Regions from separate parts of the Mus musculus genome. Here all the other regions are linked to region 5. A link is a contact called in public HiCAR-type, HiChIP or PLAC-seq and promoter capture Hi-C data. All regions are on one chromosome and are shown on one strand. Each heading gives the region's core, a stretch centred on a gene start, on an enhancer-like site or on the middle of the called end of the contact. The rest is flanking DNA. Distances are from core to core; before and after follow the strand shown. Region 1 holds the start of Stox2 (storkhead box 2). Region 2 overlaps Stox2 (storkhead box 2). Region 3 holds the start of Snx25 (sorting nexin 25). Region 4 has its middle 11 kb from the start of Gm39171. Region 5 has its middle 7.7 kb from the start of Gm31111.

The links. Promoter capture Hi-C pulls out the DNA fragments that hold promoters and counts their contacts. HiCAR-type assays count read pairs that join an accessible place to other places. HiChIP or PLAC-seq counts read pairs in DNA pulled down with a chosen protein or histone mark.
Region 1: an H3K4me3 HiChIP or PLAC-seq map of forebrain shows a contact between it and region 5, with 4 times the contacts expected there. The contact joins the promoter of Stox2 here to the enhancer-like site in region 5. A contact is called at or near these places in 1 of 484 Hi-C or Micro-C datasets (cortical neurons) and 13 of 115 datasets of contacts at active chromatin or transcription factors (SST interneurons, astrocytes, cardiomyocytes and 10 more).
Region 2: a HiCAR-type map of astrocytes shows a contact between it and region 5, with 2.3 times the contacts expected there. The contact joins two enhancer-like sites.
Region 3: a promoter capture Hi-C map of pre-B cells shows a contact between it and region 5, with 3 times the contacts expected there. The contact joins the promoter of Snx25 here to the enhancer-like site in region 5. A contact is called at or near these places in 3 of 39 promoter capture datasets (the C10 cell line, liver and pre-B cells), 3 of 484 Hi-C or Micro-C datasets (CD4 T cells, erythroblasts and uterus) and 2 of 115 datasets of contacts at active chromatin or transcription factors (bone marrow-derived macrophages and embryonic stem cells).
Region 4: a contact with region 5 is called in an H3K4me3 HiChIP or PLAC-seq map of stem cell-derived neural progenitor cells, with 4 times the contacts expected there. The contact joins two enhancer-like sites. A contact is called at or near these places in 1 of 15 datasets of contacts at CTCF or cohesin (large pre-B cells), 8 of 115 datasets of contacts at active chromatin or transcription factors (astrocytes, differentiating embryonic stem cells, embryonic stem cells and 2 more) and 1 of 9 other capture datasets (embryonic stem cells).

The regions. Positions count from the first base shown.
Region 1 is chr8:47,288,114-47,290,813 of GRCm38.p6, reverse strand. It overlaps Stox2 (storkhead box 2), which reads left to right and starts at 1,412. Exons shown (of 4, transcript NM_001114311.1): 1 at 1,412-2,700.
Region 2 is chr8:47,241,502-47,244,201 of GRCm38.p6, reverse strand. All of the region lies in intron 1 of Stox2 (storkhead box 2), which reads left to right. Among named protein-coding and RNA genes, the nearest start is that of Gm51570, 22 kb to the right of the region's middle. Within about 2 kb of position 1,446, at least 185 of the 459 cell types and tissues checked have an H3K27ac peak or open chromatin away from gene starts, as enhancers often do. A contact at or near this core is called in astrocytes, where this site is marked.
Region 3 is chr8:46,151,161-46,153,860 of GRCm38.p6, reverse strand. Snx25 (sorting nexin 25) reads left to right here and starts at 1,420. Exons shown (of 19, transcript NM_001372342.1): 1 at 1,420-2,079. The coding sequence starts at 1,705.
Region 4 is chr8:47,332,995-47,335,694 of GRCm38.p6, reverse strand. It overlaps a transcript of Stox2 not described here. Among named protein-coding and RNA genes, the nearest start is that of Gm39171, 11 kb to the right of the region's middle. Within about 2 kb of position 1,319, at least 169 of the 459 cell types and tissues checked have an H3K27ac peak or open chromatin away from gene starts, as enhancers often do. A contact at or near this core is called in differentiating embryonic stem cells, embryonic stem cells and stem cell-derived neural progenitor cells, where this site is marked.
Region 5 is chr8:46,685,318-46,688,017 of GRCm38.p6, reverse strand. No RefSeq gene overlaps it. Among named protein-coding and RNA genes, the nearest start is that of Gm31111, 7.7 kb to the right of the region's middle. Within about 2 kb of position 1,272, at least 439 of the 459 cell types and tissues checked have an H3K27ac peak or open chromatin away from gene starts, as enhancers often do. A contact at or near this core is called in SST interneurons, astrocytes, bone marrow-derived macrophages and 14 more, where this site is marked.

The DNA.
Region 1 (2,700 bases), core at 163-2,662, 600 kb before region 5:
TAAACTCCTTCTATATAGAAATTATAAAATTATGGCTGTATTTTTGCTTTGAGTTCTTCTGTGGCCCCCAGTCCATCAAGAGTAGGAAATAAAACTTTGAACATGGCTAGCAAGTCCCTGCATGATCTACGCTCCCTCTCTCTGACCTCACCGCCCACGGCTTTCCTGTTCAGCTCTGACTCCAGCCATACTGGCCTTCTTGCATTTCTTCCAACAGAAACCAAGACTGGTTTAGACTTCAGGACCGTCGCACTTGTTCCCATGGCCCTGGACACCAATCCCTTCACTCTTTGAGGGGCTCTTCATGCTCTAGGCCCCAGCTACTGGCATGCCTCACAGAGGTTAATGCATCTTTATAAAATGTGGCACAACTTTTGGCTTTAACTCAGCTTCCTGCATTTCTTTTCTGCTGGACCATTCATTGCATGGGACCATATTTGGTATGTTGCCTATTTAATCTGCTCAGTGAATGAATACCAAAGTTGTCACATGATCACAATCCCTCTTAAGTCATAATTACTGCAAAAATTTGTGTGACCATTTTGGTGTCTTGAGAACTGATGTTTTGTTGATTTGAGATACCTGAATGTCAGTAACGCCCATTCGTGAAAACATTAACAAAAAATTCACCTCTATGGCCCTTTACACATTGATCTTCTAAACCAGTCGTCTTTCTGTTCCTTGCCATTTTAGCAAAGGGTACCTTTTAAAGGCTTGTCTTGAATCTAAAAGGAGGTCGCTAAACATTTAGCTAATAGGTTTGTAGTTAGTAATTAATATTGCTTGATGTAGTTATAGGTTTTATATGCGACTTGTGGCTTTTTATCCCCACCCCCTTGGTATCCACAGAGAGGTTGTTCTGGCTATGTATTACCAAGCCACATACTGGAGATGGATGATGGCCTCCCTTCTAGATCTCATTGCCTTTCTGCCTCCTGGATGTCTTGCCAGAGCTTCCTGAATCTTAACCCTTTAGGGCCCTCCGACTGCTGAATACACGTTTCCATGAAGGCTTCCTATTGCTGGCTCTGCATCTTGTCACCCATCAGCGTGGAATGCCACCTTTAAAAATGATTGGGAACGTCTCGTTGTCACAGATGCATTAAAGAAAAGGAAAAAAAAAAAAAAGAAAGAAAGAAAGAAAAAAAAAAAAAAAAACCACCCAGCTCAAACGGGAAATGACAGATCACCTCCAGAGGCAATCAAGTTTATTCTCCTTGTTTAGAGCTCAAAACGCATTTTTGGCAACCCAAATGGGGAGGTGAGAGTGGTGGATAAGAATGGGAGTGGCGGCGCGTGGCGGGGCTGGCGGCCAGGCCGGGCGCCTTTAACTCGGCGTGACCTCGCGTCTGGCCCGCGCCCCCTCCTCCGCGCGCACCGCTGTCCTGCAGCGATTGGTGCTTGGACCATAAGCAGCTGTGCAGGGCCCGGCGGTGCAGAGGCCCCGGGCCCGCCAGCGCAACCAGGCCATTGGGGAGTGACTTCCACTCAGGATCGCAGAGGGCGCAGGCCGTTGGCGCGTGGCAGTCGGCGTGGGCCTGGCGTCCCCGCGCGTTCGCGGCGCCCCGCGTCTCCGGCTGGGCGCAGGTGGACCAGGCCGGGCGCCGCAGATCAGCGCGTTCCCACGAAGGCTAGCCCTCGGAGCGAGGGGGAGGGACCATCGGAAAGACGTGGAACGATCCGCGCGGTGTCATCCGCAGGGCCCAGGCCCCGCGCCGCCGCCGCCGCCGCCGCCGTCGCCGTCGCCGCTGGGGCTTTGCTGCGGGGATCTACGCCGAGCCTCCGCGCTGCCCCGAGATTAGCATGACACTGGGTAGCCGTCCCGCTTTCGGCGGTGCCAGAGCGCAACGCGCTAGTCCCCGAGCCGCGATGGCCTCGCGCGGGGGCCGATCGCCGGGCTCCGCAGCCACCGCGGCCCGTGAGTAAGAGTATGCCTGCGGCGGGGGACCCACGCGTGTCGGCACGCGCCCCCACCCTCCCGCGCCCCCGCCAGCCTCGGAAGGAGGAAGCCTGACGGCGCGCCGCGGTCGCCAGCACCCAACGGGGCTCTTCCTGCGTTGTCGCAGCGGCGGTCCCGGTGCTCCCGTGCGCCCCCCGTTCGAGCCTCTGGAATGAAGACTGCCTCCCGAGGACTGCGAGAGAGAAGCAGAGACAGCGGGCGCCGGGGACTGCGGCCCTCGCGGCTGGGAGGTCCAGGGGGACGCGACTCGGACGCTGTCATCCCCACGCCTCGCGCTGAAGCCTCCTAGTGCGGTTGGGGCTGCCGCCCACCGGTCAAGCTGCCGGGGCGTGCGATCCCGGGTCGGCCCCCGGAGGCCTCGGCTTCCTCATTTGTTTGGGTCTTTTGTGCTGTGGCGCACAGTTGGCTAAGCACTCCTGCGCTGAATCGGGCCATTGTCTGCGCTCCCATTGCTTCCACGCTGCAAGTCTCGGCGCCCCCACCCGGGCCGCCCCCTCCCGGCCGCCGAGCCTCCCAACGTGCCTTCCCCCTCAGGAATCTGGAAGCTGGAAGCCCGGCGGATTGCAAATGAAGTGGAATGCATTGTGGGACGAGTGTAAAATCCGAGCCTTCTCCGTGGGGGTGTGGGGGGGCGTGGGGAGGGCCGGACCTGCCGCCGGCGGTGTAGACACCGACGAGAAGAGGGGCTGGGGGAAAAAATGTGCGCAGAGTCCTCCCGGGTCGTGGCCTCGGTAGACGGA
Region 2 (2,700 bases), core at 197-2,696, 560 kb before region 5:
ATCCTGTGTTCCTTCCTTACTCCTCGCAGAGGACAAAGTAGGTCCTTGTACAGTGTCCTTGACCATTCTTGACTATCTAAGTGGGCAGGGCTTCTTTCTTTGGTACTCGGAAGTAGACCTTCAGGGATGCAGGCAAGACTACAGAGGGTTTTCCCAGTCCGTGTTCCCCGGGCGGGTCCTGCTCTCCCCTACCTCCTCCTCGGTTACTCGGGGGCTACAAATCTGCCCATTGCGGATTATTTCACACTGATAAAAATGAATAGCACAACCACGGAGGAAACAGAATCCAAGTCGGTGTTCCCAGGCTGTTGTTGCTCTCCCCCTTTTCTCATTTGATTCAAATCAGTGCAGACTGGCCTCCTTCGCAATAGCACTTGCACCTTCTGAACTTCGATGTTTGCTGTCTCTGCCCGTTCAGCTTGCTCAGAGCTAATTGTGTCGGTGGCAGGCTCAGATACCTTCAAATTTAAGATGTTTACCTTCAAAGATGCCTTTGGTATCCTCCCCAGTGACAAAGGTTTGGCTCAGGACGCAGAGGGAATTTTCAGAAAAGACGATGAAGGGAGGAGCCATCATCCTTGAAGCAGTTGGGAATGTTGGATTTATTTCTCTTTGCTTTGGTAAACAAAAGCTGGCATTTCTTTCCATGGGTTCTCAGCGGTGGGGCTGCCACCTTGGTAGAGACTGGTGGGCAAATGGAACCCATGCAGTAGGTTGCCAGCCTGGCGATTTTTGCCAGAACTTCTCTAAGCACTTGCCATATTGGCAGTGCCCCCTCCACCCCCCAATCCTCTCTGTGTTTGTTTATTTATTTATTTATTTATTTACTCACTCACTCTGCTTGCATCGTGGAATTCTGGGTAAAGCTGTTTTAAGTCAGAATCATGTTAAAACAACAACATTTAAGAGAACATTTTGACCAAGAACAATGCAAATATTGCAACATACGTAATCTATGCCAAATTGGCTTACAGATTTCAAAACAGGAAGAGTGTTGTTAGCGACGTTCATGGTTTGGTTTTGCTTTGCTGCAGATTAGGTTTAGCGACAAATTCCATCTGGCTACAGCTACATGCAGTCTCTCCATTGATTGGTTATATTGGGACTTCATGGGAGTGTCCTTCAGTTAGCTTTTCCCAGCATTTTTTAAAGCTTCATTGAAGAAAAAAATGGGGTGGGGGGGACGGGGAGGGAGAAAAGAGAAGGACCCTGCATTGTTTTAATTTGCGTCCAACATGCAAAACATAGTTCTAAAATTTTAATTAGCTAAGTGAGCGGTGAAAAGAAAAAAAAAAGTAATAGAACAAGCCTCGGTGAGCAGCTGGGATGTGTTGCCATGACAACAAGTTCAGCAGGGCTGCCAGCGAGCATGTCAATGGGTAATATTGGGAGAGGGCTTTGCAACAGTGCCTGCTAGCCACAATGTGATTGGTCACGCCTCTGTTGTCTTTGTGTGAACCGGTGGATGCTGGGTAAGACCCAGAGTGAATGCTCAGCTTGTCTCAAGGCTGCAATGAGGTAATGCTTCGGAATCTTTGGGGATTAGGAGCTCCTGGCTCCGAAAGACTGCAGTTTAGAGCGCTCTCCTTTCTCTTTGCCTTAATTACTGACTGTAACCCGTAAGGAAGTTTTACAGCTGCCTTCATTTGTTCTCTTATATGGGCTTGCGTTGTATTACAGATAACACGTGCAGACGTGGCATATAGAATCTCAAGCGTAGTCCAAAAAAAAAAAAAAAAAAAAAAAAAAAAAAAGAGATAACCCTCCATGTTATTCATCCTGCATAGAGTCAACATGCATTTGATCTCTGGCATCAGTGACAATCTCTCTTGGTGGATAAATGATATTTTAAAGTGCATTTGTGTTGGGTAAGCAAACTTGTTCCTATCTGGAGACGATTTTGGCATTGATTACTTTTTAGAGTCTTTTGTATGATTCGTGTTTATGATAGCCATGAGGGGGTTGCAGAAAGTGCCAGTTTTGCTCGTTTTTGATTCCTTGAGATTGGCCAGTTTATATCCTGATAATGATCCTACAGGGTTTTTTTTCCCCCCATTTATCGAACAGAATACGTGGCTGCTTCAGAATGATCTACTGAATAAATGCATTGACCGTTCAAACTCGAATCTAAAAAGGAAGCCGAGTTTACAGACAGCAGAGAGGGAGGGCTGTGGATGGGTGGTTTGTGAAGCACGGAGGGTGCTGGTGACAGAGACAAACCCCTAAGCCCCGACCCTGGTTCTCTGTGGCACCGTGACTCAGATCCTCTCCAGGATCTGTTCAGGTAGTCTGGGAACGTTTTGTCAGATTTGTGGGTAGTAAACTGGTGCCCTATGACGGTCGGGGCAGCGTCTACATCGGTGGTGTCCCTAACTAGTGGGGGGAACTGCACTGGATGATTGGATTCACCCCAGCTCCAGAGAGACGTGTGTGAGCCAGCATTTGGACCCAGCTGCTGCTGTATTGGCTTCTTGTTGTATTCACCTTGCAAACTGTTCCTAGAAAAGGCCTAAGTCTTTAAATGAATAAGCAGAATGAAACCACCTCAGCAACAAGGAATGCCTATTTCTGCCCCTGCAGAGCATGGTGAACTCTGCCAGTTGCCCAGCTTTATCTGAGGTCAGGCCACAGACGTGTCTCAGAACCTAGTTGATCCAGCGGGACCATCACCTCAGGAAATTCAAAGCTGTTAAGCAGTGG
Region 3 (2,700 bases), core at 171-2,670, 530 kb after region 5:
TTTTAGGTATGCTTTTTAAATCTATGACTTCGTCTCCCACTTGAAATCCATATGCCATTGGGGAAATTTATTATGAAGACCTGGAATGAATACATGGGTGGATTGTTAATGTATACCTGTACCTTTTCTTGAATAATAACTTTTTTGTGTAATACTTTGTTTTAAGCAAGCAAGTAAGCAAGCACTTTATTCATGAGTATTGTGACTTTTTTCCTTTTTTTTGATGAAATGGCACAATACTTATTACAGATGGAACAACCCCTTTACAGAAAAAAACAAAACAAAACCAAAAACCCAGTGTAGCCACAATATATAACACTGCATTGTAACACCTATGTTACTTGTCTGCTACTCGGAGGGCACTACCCATCACCATATTAGCGAACACTGCAAACCTAGGCTGCACACCTTTGATTCCAGCACTCTGAAAGCAGAGGCAAGTAGATCTCTGGGGGGGTCCAGACTAGCCTGGTCCACATAGTGAGTTTCAGGATAGCCAGGTTTACACAGAGAGACCCTGTCACAAAACAAAATAGTACAAGTTAAAGAACCTGGACTTCTTCATCTCAGTGTCATGGGGGTGCTAGCTCCTTATCTGTCAAGCTTCTCTTATTTTCTTATTTCATTTTTTTTTTTTTTTTTGTCTTCTCTACTCTATCTCCTCTCCCAGTGTCTTCAGAAATCCTTCATTTCCATCATCCCTCTAAGACAGTCAACACCCTTTATGGGCTTTGGCAGCTCTGTTACAGTATTGAGCAGCATTTGGACATCTTTCATCTCAGCAAACATCGTCTGTAGACTACCGGCTGCAGTCAAGAGAGGAAAGGAAAATATGTTCTCTCAAAATTCTTTGAACCAGTTTCTTTTGCGTGGGTAACAGCTTTTGTACCGAGTAGTTGTTGGCAACAAAAACACAAAATCGGAGCCAAATCGATTGTGGCAGCTATGTACACTCTCTGGCACTGGGGAGTCTTTCCATAAGTAAGTGGGAACCACAGGCTTCGCTTGACTCCTCCAGGTTTGTCTTAGTCCCCTACCCTTGGGCAGTGGAGTGGGGTCCGTTGGAAGAAAGTAGTAAAAGAGAGGATCAGGGACAGTACGAGGTTAATCAGAGAGCTAGAGAACAAGGCTGGCGTCTGGTATGGGGCTGTAGGCAAGGCGAGGAGCGGAGAGACGAAAATAAGGGGGTACCTGAGCGGAGCTCAACGCAGGCTTCTGACACCTGCAGCAAAATTTTCCACGAACAGACGCGGTCCCCGGGGGGCGGGGGCGGGGCTCGGGAAGTAGCGGGGTCCACTGCGATTGGTCGCGCCCCTTTCCGGCCGCCCCCGCCCCGGGTGGGCGGGGCGACCCCGCCCCACTGTCACTCAGCCGCAGGTCCCGCCCCCGCCCCCGCGCGTCTCGAGCCCTTGGGGTTTCAGTCCCCCTCGCGGTCCCGCTACCTGGGCGCGCCCGGTCGGCGGGCAGCTGCGGGCCCGGCGCGGGGCGGCGGCACCGAGGCGGGAGGGGGGGCGCGGCGGTGTCTGTTGGAGCGGTTCCCGCTCAGGGCCGCCGGCGAGGGCATGAGCGCGGGCTGCCCTTGCCTCGCGAGCGGCGGCGGGAGCGGCGAGGCGGCGGGGCGCCGCGCACAGGCCACGGCCCGGGGCGGCGCCGGGGGGCTGCGGGCCGGGAGATGAGCCTGTCGCCAGCGGCCCAGGAAGCAGCATGCACCGCGATGCCACCGACAGCAGCGGCGCCCGCCGCGGCCCCACGTCCGCCGCAGACGCCTGCCGCGCTGCCCGGGGCTCCGCGGACCGGCCGCGGACGGCGGACGGCCCGGGCTGGGGCTGGCGGGGGCCCGCGGCCGTGGCCGCCCTGGCAGTGCTGGCGCTGTGCTGCCTGGTCCCAGGCTGGGGACCGGCGGCGGGCACGGGGCCGGGCGCCGTGCTGCTGCGCCTCAGCCTGTACCTGAGCTGCGCCGCGGCCGCCTTGCTGCTGGGGACACTGGTCTCGCTCGTCTGCTGGAGCCCGCGCGCCCAGCCGCCGGACTTCGTCTCTTCCTGGAGCCGGCTGGCGGCGACCGTCCGCTGTCCGCTGCGGGTGAGTACCGGTCTCGACTGCCTCGCGTGCCCGCGGCCTCGTGCGCGCGCAGACCCCGGGGGGCTCCGGCCGGGTGGCCCTCCGGCAGCCGAAGCCCGCGGAAGACTGGGCTGCGCGGGCTTGGTCACGCGCGCCGTTTTAGGCGCTGTAGTTAACTCATCCACCATCCTCTGCACAGAGAGATCCATCCAGGCGGGTCTCCGATGTTGAAGTGCAGTTGGTGAGTGCCGAGAAAAATCCGCTTACAGCACCCACGGGAGGCAGGCTTCGCATTCATCACTGATGCTCCTGTTTGGTTCTTCGATCTGTAGTGGTTGGGAGATAACTTTATGACGGCTTACAGAAGAGAAAACTTGGTTAGGTCACCCAGTCCGAGGGAGCTCACTCAATGGGCCCCGTGTACTTCATACCTGTAAGGTCCTGTCTTCCACCATGTTGGTTAAGTTGTCATGCAGCTCAGGTGGATGTCTATTTGAGGGGGTTGAGGGGGTGGCATGCTCACCAGGAACCACTGTCGTTTGTTAAGAGGAAAAGCTGTCCTCAGGCAGGTGTAGGACATCAGGGTTGTGGTTATGTTGCGGAACGTAGGAAAGAACTGGATTTTCAACGTGCTTTGCCCTC
Region 4 (2,700 bases), core at 70-2,569, 650 kb before region 5:
AGCGAGTGCTCCTAACCTCCAAGCCATCTCTCAAGCCTGGCACTGGTTCTTAGGGCTGAATAATTCTATTCCTCTTCCAACTGAATATTTTTAATATAAATCTTTTTTTTTTGATCTGTTAATGCAACACAGAATTCCACAGAAAAGATATGGAGTCTAATATGCTATTTTCCTGGGAAAAAAGCATGCATCGGGCTGGCGAGATGGCTCAGTGGTTAAGAGCACCGACTGCTCTTCTGAAGGTCCCGAGTTCAAATCCCAGCAACCACACGGTGGCTCACAACCATCTGTAGCGGAATCTGATGCCTTCTTCTGGAGTGTCTGAAGACAGCTACAGTGTACTTACATATACTAAATAAATAAATAAATAAATAAATATTTTTAAAAATGCATGAATTATGGCATTTTGTGTATCTCGAGATCTCCTTTGTATCCCTATTGCTAAGTTTAAACTAGCATTTCTTTAATAGTTGTTTAAAGTCTAGAACTAGAGTAAAATTTAGACATATGGGAAGCCTTTCATCACCCTGGCCTTCTGCTTGTCACCAGTAGCACTTCTGACACTTTGTTTCCTGCCTGAGCAGCTGGACTGGCAATTTTGTTGTGCTGATGGGAAACAGAGAGCAGTTTAAGTTAATTTTTTTACTTGAGCAAGAAGTAGGTCCTAGGCACAGGCTATAATCTTATTACTCTGTGAGGACTGAAAGTTCTGGGTCAGCCTGGGCTACAGAGAGAATTCTAGACAAGCATACAGCATGGCGAGACACTGATTCAATAAACAAACAAAGAAACAAACAGGAAAGAAAAAGAAAAACAAAGAAGCCTACCACCAAAATTAAAAATAAAAAAGAAGAGGAGGTGGAGGGGGAAGGGGAGGGGGAGAAGAGGGAAGAGGAAGAGGAAAGTTTGTAGAACCTAAACCTTTGCAGATGGTTCTGAGTACTCCACGCCAGGCAATCTACTGATTTTTGCTGTCTCCCCAGGCTCAGGCTATTTCTGTAGCTTTAAGGAAGAGATACGTATTGATTGTACAGCTATTTGCTTCCAGTCCTGCAGGATCTAGCCTGTCTTTAGTACACATGACAGAACCAATCAAGCACGGAGCGCTATCTTAAGATACAGTTTGTCACCCAGAGGGAAGAAAATCGGCAATAAAGACATGCAAATCCCTCCACTGTGATGCTGTCAGGCATTGTCAGAGGGGCTGGAAAGCTACCGAGGAGCCCACTTCTGTGTCAGCACCGAACAGGTTATAGTTATAGCAAGAGAGAGGAAGTGACATAGAGAAGCAACCTGATTGGCCACAGTCAGCATTCACCTTATATGGGCATGGCCTGATCGGCAGCAGCCAGGACTGGGAAAAGCCTGATGGCTGTGATTGGCTGAAACCTAGTTGCTTGGTTACAGAGGTACAATCTTAGGTTAGGCATTGTACTTCATTGGGAGGCTGCTTTGGGACAAGGTGTGTTACGCAAGTACAGTTATAGGTACCGGCTGTACTTATTTGTTTAATCATAATAAATCAACCTTTTAATGTTGCTGATTCGATTCGAACCAACTCTGCACTTAAGAGTATGTAAAATACTAGGTGGTTAGAAGAGAGACAGTGGAAACAGTGACTCCGAGCTTGTAAGTTAACATGACCAGAAGTAGTTTGTCTTTATACTCTGGTACACATTAGAGCGAAGAAAAAGGCCCCTCTTTTGTTTATATTTTTAATCCTCTTGGTCAGGCTCTATTTCACCTGTTAAAGAATTGGTGGCTAGGCTTTTGTTGACTGTTTCCTGTCTAGGACAGAGGAAAAGCAGCCCAATAGGTTTCAGAGTAGATGAGAGCAGATGCGTGTTTGCTACCCATATCCATTGTATACAACGCCTGATATGCATGGGGGGGGGGGTTCCTTCTCAAAAGTCTCCATTTCCATTTGCTGACAGAAGTCTAGGAATTTCACTACAGCTATAACCGTGACACTTCCAGACGCCTTCTTGAGACTATTTGACTGCAGGGTTAAATAGTGATCTTTAAAATATGAAAACAAACTCAGTCTGTTATGTATAACATGTATGAAATTGGATAAACAAATATAATAAACAATAATAAAAATGTTGCAAGGAGGGAGGTAGAAAGGTCACACAGATAAATCTGGGAGGCTGGAACACAAGGCCACAGCAGAGAAGGGCCAGGTAAGCCGTCTCCTGGCCTGGGATGCCCTGGGAGGTTGTGTCAGATGAGCCTTCAGTGGACGTTTAGTCTCTTGTTCTTGGTCACTTTGTTATCAAAAGCAAATAAAAAATGTCACAGTCTTTCAGGACAGCCTTATTCCCCTGGTGCTTTATTGTAGGACATGGGACAGAGATGGTGACTCTGTCCTTTTATAACCTGCTGAGGAAGTGTTCCTTTTAGAGCCTTGACATCTGTTTCCCATGCCAGCCTGTCCTGTAATTAATGCTTGCCCCACATAGTCACTCTTTGTTGGTATCCATTGGAACAGTTTGTTGGCTCTGCCCTGGGCTTACCAGATAGAAAGGCGGGTGGCTTCTCTTTGGATGGTACATGGCTTATCTCCCACAGTGAGTTAAGGGGGAGGGGGCAGGAAGTGGGCAAGACTGCCAGCCTTCTCAGAGCACAGAGGATCAGAGCAGATCTAGAGCAGGGAGCTAGGCACAGACAAAAGAGCCTTGAATCCAGAGGGACAGACTT
Region 5 (2,700 bases), core at 23-2,522:
ACATTTATATCTTAACTAGCATTTCTAGTTAATCTGACCTCTTATTACACAGTCCACATTATTTTTGTTTTAACCATCATCATATCATTATTAGCATCTCAATTTTAGGGTGTTTATGGAGAAGGAGCGTGTCCTTTTGAGTTGCTTTCACAAAACTATCAAGTACGGAGAGGAAGCATAGTGACTCACAGAGACTCCAGAATCAACAAACTAGGACATGCATCTTAAGCCCCCGACCCACCCATTTCCTCAACAGTGTCTTTTTATAAAGAAATGTATGCCCACTTTGAGTCACCTTTTTTGAATTTTTTAAAGTATGCTAGGCAAGTACTCTACCACTGAGCCCACCGCACTCACCCTTTAGCCCATTTCAATCTGAACTGGATGGGAATTGTAGTTCCTTAGAAATTACACCACACGCGCGCGCGCGCGCACACACACACACACACACACTTTCAGTTTTCCCTAAGTAGTATCTTCAAGACACATTAGTAGTAATAGGTTTTAAAAGATTAGAAAAAAAGGATTCCAGGCCAACACTAACAAAATCCTTAAAAACACCTGGTAAAGAAAGCACGCATACGTTTGCAGAATAAATTATCTGACAACTTATCTATAGTATTTTTATTTTTCACTAAAATGTCCGTGGTTTAAAGGGGGTGGGTGAAAGAAAAGAAAAGAAATGGTCACTAAACCACTATAACTCAGGATTGCTGGCCTGTCTCACTGATGATCTCTGACAAGTCCAAGGACTCGGCTGAATGACAAGAACAACAGCCAACCACCTGTAAGAGGACTGCCTGAAGGCGGAGCCAACGCCTCTCCCAGAAAGCAAGGTCTGTGCACACCAGAAAACGGGACAGATGCCGCCCTGTTATGGCTTGCTGTCCCCCTCTCCTCCCAGAAAAATACAAGCTAGTCCCAGTGACCTCCCAAAAAGACCCTAAATCCAGTAGTCAGCAAGGTTACTAACACTCCGGAAGTCCTTCGCAGGAAGTAAGGCTGCGCGGGCGGGGACACGATGCATCCTGGGAGATGTAGTCCACACTTGTGGCGCGCAGACGCAGTGGTAATGCAAGGTAGGCGTGCAGAACCCTGTGCGAGTTTAGTTTTCATTAATGATGTACTTTAAAAGGTATCAAAAAAAAGTCAGGTACTGGGGCCTAACGGCCTCGTTTCATATCACAGGGACAATCTATGAGTTCCTGCTAGACAGGAAGACTCGGTTTAGGAAGACAGTCCCTATCTAGTGGATCTGAAATAGATTGAGATAGCCCCCAAGTGGACAGTGAGGAGAAACCACATCTGTGCTATCAACAAACAGGTTGTTAAATCCAGGGAGGCAAGCCTTCCAAGGAGAGAAGTCCCACATCAGTCCCACTCTCTTTGAAATATAAGACTGCTATTGAAAATGTGTGTGTGTGTGTGTGTGTGTGTGTGTGTGTGTGTGTGTGTGTGTGTGTGTGTGCGCGCGCGCGCGCGCGCCAAAATCAAGATTAAAAAAGGTACCATCTGGAAGCTTAAACAGCAGAATGTTAAGATTAAGTTTTGGATCAAGAGATTACATTTCTGTTTCATGCATTTCATTATTTGGAAGGATAAAGAATCCCTTTTAGGTAGACTATGTCAAATGTAAAGCAAAGCATGTAGAATACATATTTTATACACCGGATATTTTCTACCATGTTATTTGAACATAATTTAAATTCATTCTCTCTCTCTCTCTCTCTCTCTCTCTCCTTCTTCTCCTTCTTCTTCTTCTTCTCCTCCTCCTCCTCCTCCTTCTTCTTCTTCTTCTCTCCTCCTCCTCCTCCTCCTCCTCCTCCTCCTCCTCCTCCTCCTCCTCCTCCTCCTCCTCCTTCTTCTTCTTCCCTCCTTTTTTTCTAATGGAACAACTCAGGAAAAAAAATTCTTTACAACGTGAATTCTAATTGTTGATAGCACTTGAACTATTAAGGATTTGTTAATATTATGTTTGTACTCTATGAGTTTGCTTAACTTGTTCTTTATTTCTTGTGTATTTTTTATAGATCCTTTAGGATTTTTTTCTTAATATGGACAACCTCGTCATCTTCAAATATAGTCTTTTTTATTTTTTCCAGCATGTGTGTTTTATATACTTTATTGCCTTGTTGCAATAGTTGGGACAGAAATGAGGGCAGTCACTACTGGCTTCTTCCTCGGATATAAAGAGAGAGCCGTTCAGTCTTTCCCAGAGGACTGGGTATTGACTATGGATTTGTTGTTATTGTTTCTCTGTTGTTATTGTATCTCTTTTACAGATATCCTAGGGGTTTTTTTGTTGTTTTTTTGTTTTTTGGTCTATTTTTAGGTTTCTGAAAGTTCTGAAAGTTACCGTCTAAGCTTGGTCAAATTCTTTTACTTGAAATGGTGGTGTGCTTTTGGGGTTGTTTTTGTGGTTGGTAGTGTTGATGTTGATTGACACACTTAGTTATATTGCTTGGTTTTTCAGAGTTCAAACAGGTCTTTCATCCCTAGGTTGAACACGGGGTAATGTTATTCCCATAAAATAAGTTAGAAGATACTTCCTCCTCTTTTCGTTCCTGTAGTTGTTTATGTACAATTTGTATCATTCTGTCTCCTGTTGATGCCATGGTTCTTTTCATGTATCAGTTTTGCTAGACTCACAGGACCCAGATATTTGGTCAAATGTTATAAATGTTTCTACTGAAGGTTTTT